Regions from separate parts of the Ovis canadensis genome. Here region 1 is linked to region 2. A link is a contact called in public Hi-C data. All regions are on one chromosome and are shown on one strand. Each heading gives the region's core, a stretch centred on a gene start, on an enhancer-like site or on the middle of the called end of the contact. The rest is flanking DNA. Distances are from core to core; before and after follow the strand shown. Region 1 overlaps PTK7 (protein tyrosine kinase 7 (inactive)). Region 2 holds the start of MRPL2 (mitochondrial ribosomal protein L2).

Evidence for each region. A called contact is a pair of places that touch in the nucleus more often than the background predicts.
Region 1: a contact with region 2 is called in a Hi-C map of lung, with 2.5 times the contacts expected there. The contact joins the enhancer-like site here to the promoter of MRPL2 in region 2. A contact is called at or near these places in 2 of 2 Hi-C or Micro-C datasets (fibroblasts and lung).

Annotation. Positions count from the first base shown.
Region 1 is chr20:31,809,370-31,813,984 of ARS-UI_OviCan_v2, forward strand. All of the region lies in intron 1 of PTK7 (protein tyrosine kinase 7 (inactive)), which reads left to right. Among named protein-coding and RNA genes, the nearest start is that of SRF, 32 kb to the right of the region's middle. Within about 2 kb of position 2,077, the one cell type or tissue checked has open chromatin away from gene starts, as enhancers often do. A contact at or near this core is called in fibroblasts, where this site is marked.
Region 2 is chr20:31,759,101-31,764,012 of ARS-UI_OviCan_v2, forward strand. It overlaps MRPL2 (mitochondrial ribosomal protein L2), which reads right to left and starts at 1,636. Exons shown (of 7, transcript XM_069564528.1): 1 at 1,446-1,636. It overlaps KLC4 (kinesin light chain 4), which reads left to right and starts at 735. Exons shown (of 16, transcript XM_069564522.1): 1 at 735-891; 2 at 2,479-2,760; 3 at 3,723-3,953. The coding sequence starts at 2,503.

The sequences.
Region 1 (4,615 bases), core at 827-3,326, 51 kb after region 2:
CCTGGAGCAGCTGAAAGTGCATCAGTGAGACCCCTCAAATCCGAGGGGCTGGGTGCATTGGCCCCTCGGGAAGGAGTTGGGTAGAGACCTTGGTACCCCTGGGGCCTCTCCCTTGGTGCCCTTAGGGTTTCTGGATGGAGGGGACCTGTGAGCAGGGCTGTCCTCCTGTGGGTGAGGGGGCCTGGGGGCTGCTGTCTTTCCTGGCACGGAGCCCTTGTGCCCCTTGGGTTGAGGGCTGCCTCTCCTGGCCTGTGTCCTGATGCTGTCGCCCCAGGTGGGGCACAGGAAGTTGGCAGACATCTCCCTTGGGTCCATACGGCACAATATGAGCTTCCTTGGTTAGGGCTCTCTAGGTCCCCCTGGGAGGATGTCCCACAGGGGTGTGGGGCCTGGAGCCAGGGACTGAGTCTTAGGTGTGGAGGGGTCAGCCTCGTGTGTGGGAGAGGTCACAGTCATGATCACACGCACCCCCGTGCAAGATGCCTGGCCCGGGGCCAGCCAGGGTCATGTTGGTGCCTCTGCCTGGCCCCAAGACAGCTGTGTGAAGGATGGCACTTCTTACTAGGAGGGAGAGAAGGTAGATGGAATCCCCTGGGGTCAGGTTTGGTGGGTGCTAGGGTTTCCCTAGTGGCTCAGACAGTAAAGAATCTGCCTGCAGTGCAGAAGACCCGGGTTGGATCCCTGGGTCAGGAAGATCTCCTGGGGGAGGGCACGGCAACCCATTCCAGTATTCTTGCCTGGAGAATCCCATGGAGAGAGGAGCCTGGCAGGCTGCAGTCCTTAGGGTTGCACAGAGTCGGACACGACTGAAGCAGTGGAGCACGCGTGCACTCACAGGACCTCTAGAGCCCAGGGATGTCTTTTCGAGACCAGGAGGACTAGCCCCTGGGAGATGGGTCATTGAGTGGCCCAGATAGATCCTTGGACCGAAGTAGCTGAAATTACTTCAGAGCAGAAAAACTTCCTGCTGCTCTCTGCTCTCCATAAAATCATGTTTACACATATGTGTGCGCACTCATGCACACGTATACACACATGGGTCGACTGGGCCTGGGGCCCAGAGAGCAGCAAGGAGGGCAGGCACCAAACCAGATGCTTGCTGGGGGGTGGGGAGCCGGAGTTGGGCCACTGCCCACCCAGCCCTTTCTCGAGGGGCTGGGGCCAGGGCCCAGGCAGAGTGAGTGTCTGCATATAGATGGCTGTTGGGGAGCCAAGGAAATGGCTTGGAAAATGTCCTTATTGGGTATTTGCAGCTCCAGCTTCGTTGGGGTCGTGCCTGGTGTGGGCAGATGGCTCTGTCTGCCAGTTTTGGTGGTGGGCGGTGTTCTTGAGCCCGCCCTGTGCCCTCCGGGCGCTCTGGGCCATGCTGTGGGCTTTTCATTTATGAATCCACTTAGTCTCATGCGGCCCGAGTGCTAGGAGTGGGGTTCTCGTTTCATGGCAAGGGAGAAGGTCCAGAGAGGCCAGTGGAGGTGGCGTTGCTAGGGAGTCGAAGCTGCTCTGCTGAATGGCCACCTCAAGGGTCACGTGGGCCAGAGCACGGAGGGCCAGGCTGTGAAAGGGGGGCAGCTTTGAGAGGCCCAGGACTGGTACACTTTCCTCACAGACTTTCTCCAGACCACAGCGCTGGGACATCCTAAAGTCAGGATTGTGCTAGGGACTGTACCACCTCGATCCCCCCAAAGCCTTCCTCCTCCTCTTCCATTGTTCAGCCGAAGCTTTCAAAGAGCTCCTACTTCCCCAAACCCTCCTCGGTCTGCCCGTTTCCCCCTACAAAAGATCAGACCAGCCTGTCCTGCAGACGGTGAGATGGCCGGACTGGGTGCCCCTCGCAATGTCTTCTCAGTGAAGTGGGTGTTGAGGCTCCGAGCCGGTCTCTGGTGTGGGGAGCCCAGTGGTCAGGATGTGAGCTCAGAGCAGGGGCCAGGGTCTTAGAGGAGGCCTGGTGGCTGCCCTCCCTGCCTTCTGTAACATCTGAAGCCTGCCCCCGCCAAGCAGTAACCAGGACCTGCTGTGAGCTGACGTCAGGACACAGGGCCCCTCGGGGCTAGCTTTGATGTTCCCCAGGCCCTGTCGAGGGGGTGCGGGGGGCTCTGAGTGGCAGTCTGGGAATGCAGTATCTCACCACAGTTCCGCCAGTGCAAGAGGGGGACGGGATGCTGGATGGAGGCTGAGCTGGGGTCCCTCTGAGTCATGCCATCTCTCCCAACTCGGGTTTCTGTGGCAAGGGGTCTGTGCTTCCTGCACCCTCGCAGCCCCTTTCCCTCCACCTCACCCCCCGACCTGACGATCCATTCAGAACTTGCCCGCGGTGGCAGCTGCTTCCCATCTGGGGTCTGGGAGGGCATTGGGCCTTGCATGGGGGGAGCTTTATAACATCCCTAGAACTTGCATCTTTGGGCAGGAAGCGTGATGATGGTTAGGATGACGGTAGCTGCCTGCTGAGTGGGCTCATCCAAGGCATTGCACAAGAAATCACTGCATTTGCGAGTCACGAGAGGGTGAGAGAAAGCTGGGCTTCCCACTGTGTTCCTTGCACAAGGTCAGGCTCACCGAATGTGGCTGTCAGGGTTGAGTCGGATCTGACAGCAAACCCTTACAGCTAACCTCCTGTGGGTGGGTGAGCCTCCTGGTCCCCACTGTGTCTGGAGAGGCTGAACGGGAAAGTGGGGGTCGTCTACACTTGGAGGCAGATAAACTCTCTCCGTCTTTGATGAGCATCTGTAGTTCTGGGTTGAAGGTCCCCAGATTTGAATGAGTCATGTGCACAGAGGCCCACTGGGGCCTCCGCCCGAGGCTGCCTATCTGTGTCAGGAGTGGCTGTCAGGAAGTGTTCCGGATGCTTCTGTGCCTGCCAGCTCTCGCCCCGCACTCCTTTGAGGTTACCTCCATTCAGCCGGTGTTCACTAAGCACCTTTGTGAGCTTGGTGTTATCTGTGGGAGATGTGTCTCTCTCTGTACCTGGCTGCAGGGAGTGAGACCCATTCTGGGCTCAGATATTTCCAAGACTGATTTGGAGTTCTTGGGCAGGGCTGGGAAGAGTGTGGTGTGGGTATGGAGGCGGGCTCCTTGGGTCACGGTCCCGGCTCTGCCACAAACGAGCTGTTTGAACTTGAGCAAATCCCTTCATCTCTCTGGACCTCAGTTGACTCATCCAGCTTACTCAGGGAGGGCAGGGACCGCACTCCAGTGCAGTGTTTGGAAGCTAGTGGGGGTGTTTGGGTTGTGAGGGTGACTGGGGGCAGCTTTGCTGATTGGCAGAGGATGGGATAGCCCAGCGTGGTGGAGAATTACCCCATCCAGGGAGCCGGCAGGAACCTGCTGAGAAGTAATGGGGGAGCGCCCGGCTCCTTTCAGCGCTGTGTGTCTTGCACGCTGGTCCCTTTAGAATGTTGTGAGATGGACCAACATCAGGGGCAGCCCCTCCTCTGGACCTAGCCCTGGGGGATCCTGGACTTGTCTTGATGCTCACATTAAAAAACATTTTTTAAAATTTATTTGGCTGTTCTGGGTCTTAGCTGAGGCAGGCGGGATCCATTTCCCTGACCAGAGATGGAACCCAGGCCCTCCAGATTGGGAAGGCAGAGTCCCAAGGACCACCGGGGAAGTCTCCTTGACACTGACTTTATGAGGAGACTGGTTCTTGTGGCCTAAAGAACCACTCCCCCTTCCATGCCCAGGGACTTGGAAGGGGCTCCAGTGGTTTGGGAAGGGGTAGGCAGGACCCCATTAGTCTCTCCCTTCCAGCCCTTGCGGGCCCGGTTTGGCCAGAGGCAGAGCCTGCTTCTTCACGTAGCAGCCCCAGGTGGTCTGTTTCCCCTCCCTGGAGGGGCGGCACAACCCCCTCTGTGCCATCACCCACACTCCCCCCCCCGCCCCCCGCAGCGGGTGTTCCGGGCCCCGAAGCTCCGGGCCCCAGCTGGGCGCCCACGCAGGCCAGGAACAAAGCCCAGTGTGTTATTCCTGTGCGGCAATCGTGCCACCTGCCCGGCCCTGCCCTCTGCCTCTCCCGCCCATCTGTTGCTCTCCCAGGCCCTTCACCCGCCCCTTTGTTTGGTCCACCTTTGGTTGCAGGGCCCCTTTCTATGAGGGTGCCCTCCTGGCCCCGGCCAGAGCTGAACTGTAGCCATGCAGGAGGGGGAGACCTGGGCCCACTTAGCTCACCTCTCAGTTAGCCCGGAAGAGCCAGCCTTGGACGCAGATGGATCCCTAGGATTGGAGAGTAGGAGGTGGGGTGGCCCCGGCATGTCGTGTGGAATAACAGCAGATCCAGAGAATACTGGCTTCTCCTGTGATGGGACGGGTTCTCCCAGAGACGCCCCTGGGGAATGCTGGACCGCGGAGTGTCTGTGGGTGGGATTCAGAGCCCCCCACCTCTGATGCTGGACCCTCAGCAGATGCGTGAGAGCCAGTAATCCTTCTGAGAAGCTCTTTGGATCATGCTTTAGCTCTGCTCTGTGACCTGGGTTCTGAAGATGGCAGTGAGGGTTGCTTGTTAATGTTCCCCACTCCTCGGTCCAGCATCTCCTGTGATCTGATCCCATAGCCGCGGTCTCTTTTTCCTCTAGGGAGAGTCCTGTGCGGCATTAACCCCCTCCCTCCTCCAGCCCTTGGA
Region 2 (4,912 bases), core at 386-2,885:
TACCTTGACCTTAATTCCATAATCTCAGTAGTAACTCATCCTTAATAGTTATAATAATGGTTAAGAGTCCGGGCTTTGAAGCCAGATTGCCTAGCTCCAATGGTTGGTGTATGACCTTGACCACTGATGTGTTCTCGTACGTAAACTGGAACTGATAATAACTGCAAATGGTAAAAAGGAATTCACTTATTTAAAACGTTTATTATGCTTGGCTTATAAGAAGACAATAAATGTAAGTTACTGAAACTTGTACTTTTGTCTACAAATCACTTCACCTCCAATATCTCGTTTGTGTGACCCTGGGAGATAGAAACACTTAGGAAGGAGAAAGCTGAGGCTGAGCGTGACTTATTAAAGGTCACGGGCCGATGTGACTCCAAATCAGACTCTCATTTCCCACCTCGATTCTCCTGGAGGCCCCTCTCCAGCAGCCGGAGTGGAAACTACATTCCCGGGTAAGATGGATTACCTGGGCGGCCGGGAGCAGGCTTGGGCAGGGGACGGCGGCAATCCGGGGGGTCAGGCTCAGTGAGCCAAGAGCGCGGGTCACTGCCCGCAGGGCCATGAGTTTGGCCAGACTCAGGCGTGCTCAGGACTCCACCATCACCTTTAGCCTGGCCGCCTGGCGCTGCCGGATGACACTAACAGGTCCCCGTGCCGTCGCTCCAACATGACGTAAAAAGAGGCGGGCCGAGAACCCGACACAAAGCTAGACACACATCTCCTTTCCTTCCAGAGCATAGTATAGCCAATCCCGGAGCAACTCTTGGGTCGCGTGACTAGGAAACAGGTCCCGCCCCTCGGAGCCGTCAAAACAATTGCCTCGAGCGGCAGCCATGATAGATTTAAAGGGGCAGTACCGGCAGGAGCGGCAGCCAGACCAGACTGCGGGTGAGTCTTTGAGGGTACCTCTGGGGCTGAGAGTTGAGGTCCCGCTACGTCTTTGCTGCACTCCCGGAGAGATGAAAAAATGAACCCCTCCGACTGAACTCACAGAACTCCAGACTCAAAAACTCCGCCCCCCACGATTCTTCCCGCCCCTCGGCATCCAGACAGACGGACAGACGGCCTGCCCCGCCCCCTGTGCTAGCGACTGACTCAGTAACCTCGGGATCGTCAGGCCCCACGTCTTTTCCCGCGGCGTGGACCTCGGTCGCCCACCCGCATCTTCTGCCGGCCCATTTCTCTCTATCCCCACCCTGGGCCTCGGCAGGTCAACAGCCTGGGACACTTCACCGCAGTCCCACGCCCGGGAGATCAACTCCCAGCGCCGCGTTTCGCTGCGATCCCGCAGCCGCTCACGGACCTGCCATTTTTCCCTGCATCATCGGGCTTCTGGGAGGCACCCTAAGGTGACTCCTCTCAGACTCTGTTAGTATGTGGTCATAATAGACACAAAGCCATAGAAGTGACTGGGCTAGGAGTGACCAGGTCTTCCTTCTCACCCGTTCCCAGACACGCCCCTTGCCGCAGGTCTCGGATTAAATCTCACTCCCTTCTTGGGAGAAAATAGCTCCCCAGGCTTGGAGTGGGAGGTTGGCTTGGGGAAGGAGGAAGGCCGTTGGCCGTCTTTGAAGACCTGTAGGCAAGGGAGGGAGGGCGTTTGTCCTGGGTGGGGCTCCATGCCAGGTCCTCTGGGTGGCTGTGAAGTGGTGAGGGAAGGGGTGGAAACGCTGGACTTCTGGACTTTGGGCCGGGCAGATCCTTCTGAGTCCCTGGCTGCTTGAACTGAGTTTCTTCCGGGCTCCTGCCTGAACGCCACAACCAAGGGCTCTATACAGGTAAGAAGACTTCAAAGAAGAGAAGCAAGGCCCTTTTGAGGAAGTAGGAAGACAGCCTGGAAGAAACAGAGCTGACCAGGCATGGAGATGCTGGGCTTAGCCCCGCGGGTGACTCAGCCTGAACACCTTGAGCCTCTAGGCCCCTCTCATCTGGGTCCTGCGATGAAAGCCCCTCTCTTTTTCGTCTCCCTCTCTGTCTTGATTTAACTTTGAAACTTATTCCTTCCCCTTTTTGGAAAACACTGCAGTATTTTCTGTATACCTTCTGCCTGCTTTAACTCCATTCGCTTTGCAGCTCTATCAGACACCTGCTGTGTTCTCTATGGTGCTGTCTCTCCTTTCCTGATTCCTTTTCCTAACCCAGACTCTCTCTTCTCCAGGTCCTTTTTTTTAAAAAATTGTGTTAATTCTAAATCCCTGCTGCTTCTCTGCACCTTTGTTCTTTCTACAGTTTTTCTTCTTTCAAGTCAATTCCTTTCCCTCTGTCTTTCCCACAACCTTAGCTTTGTGTCTAGTGTTGTTATAGGCTGTCTGCTCACTGGTCACTCTCCCTCCAATTAAACTTTAGGGTCCCCCTACCCCCACCCCTGCTATGGTCTCTTGTCCCTTCACTTGGATCCCTACTGCCCTCTAATCAAGGCACACAGCCACTCTTTCCTAATCTTTACCCCAGCTGAGCTCTGTTGTTTCTCTGTAGCCCAGGCAAGGTCCCCTGACCAGGATGTCAGGCCTGGTGTTGGGACAGCGGGATGAGCCTGCAGGGCACCGTCTCAGCCAAGAGGAGATCCTGGGGAGCACCCGTCTGGTGAGCCAGGGGCTAGAAGCTCTCCACAGTGAACACCAGGCTGTGCTGCAAAGCCTCTCCCAGACCATCGAGTGTCTGCAGCAGGGTGGCCATGAAGAAGGCCTGGTTCATGAGAAGGCCCGGCAGCTGCGCCGTTCCATGGAAAACATAGAGCTGGGGCTGAGTGAGGCTCAGGTGAGCAGGAGGAGGTGGTACCAAGTGGCCCCGGGTAGATGGAGGAGCAGTTGTCTGATTGGAGCTTGGGGGTCATTTGGGATACTCTTGTCCTAGTGGCTTGAATTCTTTCACCCAATAAATATGTATTAAGTCTCTACCACGTGCCAGACACTACTCTCCAGACACATCACTGAACAAGAACAACCATAAATCTTGGCCATCTTGGAGCTTACATTCTAGCTGGGAGAGGCAGGCTTTAGACAAATAAATAAATGATTCAGTATGCCAGAGTGATAATCATTAAGGACAAAAGGATAAAAATCAAGCAAGGAAGGGGGTTGGAGTGTACGGGGAGAGGATGCAGTTTTAGATAGGGCGGCCAATAGGAGCCTCGCTGGAAAGGTGTCATTTGAGCAAAGAATTGAAGACTGAGGAACGAGTGATACAATAAATGGGGGAAGAACATCCGAAGCACCGTGCAAAGGCTCCGACCTGGAGCCTTTCTGGTGAGTTCAGTGAAAGGCTCGCGTGGCTGCTGGACTGTGAATGTGGGGAAGCAAAATAGAAAATGAAGAGGCAATTGGGGTGGGGGCAGATCACGTGGAATTGTAGGCCATCATAAGGACTCGGCTTTTACTGTGAGTGAGATGGAAGCTATTGGAATGTGTTGACCCAAGGAGTGATGTGGTCTAACATTTTGAAAAGATTGTCATCTGGCTGCAGGGTTGAGAACAGACTCTAGGGGGACAGGGGAAGAAACAAGGAGACCAGTGAGGAGGCAATTACCATAATCCAGGTGGGAATTGATAGTGGTTTGGCCCAGGCTGGCCCTGGAAGTGGTGAGAAATTTGATTCAGGGTATATTTGGAAGGTAGACTCATCACTACCCCACCCTACCTCCGAGTCTTGCTGGCTCCCCTCCCGCCTACCCCTCAACTCTCCTAGCCGGATCCCAGCACTCACAGGATGTTCCCACCTAGGTGATGCTGGCTTTGGCCAACCACCTGAGCACAGTGGAGTCGGAGAAACAGAAGCTGCGGGCACAGGTCCGGCGGCTCTGCCAGGAGAACCAGTGGCTCCGGGACGAGCTGGCCGGCACCCAGCAGCGGCTCCAGCGCAGCGAACAGGCTGTGGCTCAGCTGGAGGAGGAGAAGAAGCACCTGGAGTTCCTGGGGCAGCTGCGGCAGTACGACGAGGACGGGCACGCTGCGGTGAGCAAGCGCAGGACAGCTGGGCGTCACCACACGCACAGGGCATGGCTGCGTCATCCTCTCGAGGACCAGCAGCCCTGCCCAACCTGCCCTGACCTGGCAGAATTCAGGTCCTGACAGCAGCTCCAGAGGACAGCAAGGGAGAAGCCAGTCACTTGTTCAGTCAGCATTTGATTAAATGACTGCTATGTGTCAGGCTCACTCTGCTGGGGTTGCAGCAGTGAACAGGACAAAGTTCCTGCTCCCATAATAATAGACTTTTGGCGTTTGGACAGTTCCAATTCAGAATCCTAAGCGCTGTAGGTAGGGAAAACAGCTCAGTCGAGCAAGTCCTTCTAAAATTTGCTTTCAAAATGTGTGGAATTTAACCTTCATGCAACACACATTTATATTTCTCTGTGCCTTAGGCAAGGCAAGATGTGTGTCAGGTAGATCTGAGAAGCTACAAAACAAGAGTTCCTGCTTCTCGAGCTTATAATGTAGCTGTAGGAACAAGGCTTACGTGTGAGAACATGTATGCGACAACACAGAGCAGTCAGTGCCCTGTGCTGAAGGAGAGGTTCAGGCAGTGTGGGAGGAGTCCCAAGGAGATAGGTTCATAGGGGCTGGGATGGACTGAAAGATTCACAGAGGAGGGCGGGGTACAGGGATGGGTAAGATTTAGGTTGGATTATTTTATTTAACTGGATTAGGAATTGAGGTGGATTTTGATGGTCTATGAGGGAGAAGGGGGAGCTCTCTAGACCAGATGTGTGTGTGTGTGTGTGTGTGATAAGGCACCAGGGATGGAAAGGTGGCCTGACCCCGGGACAGTGGGATGATTTGACAGTGGGTCACCCTGGTGAAGCTGGGCAGGAGAGTTGGAAGTGTTTGTACAAGGCTACAGTACTTGTTGGGGTGAAGCATTTTTGCCTGGTATGAAAGTAGGTTGACAGTGAGAGCTGGGCATTACATCCAGA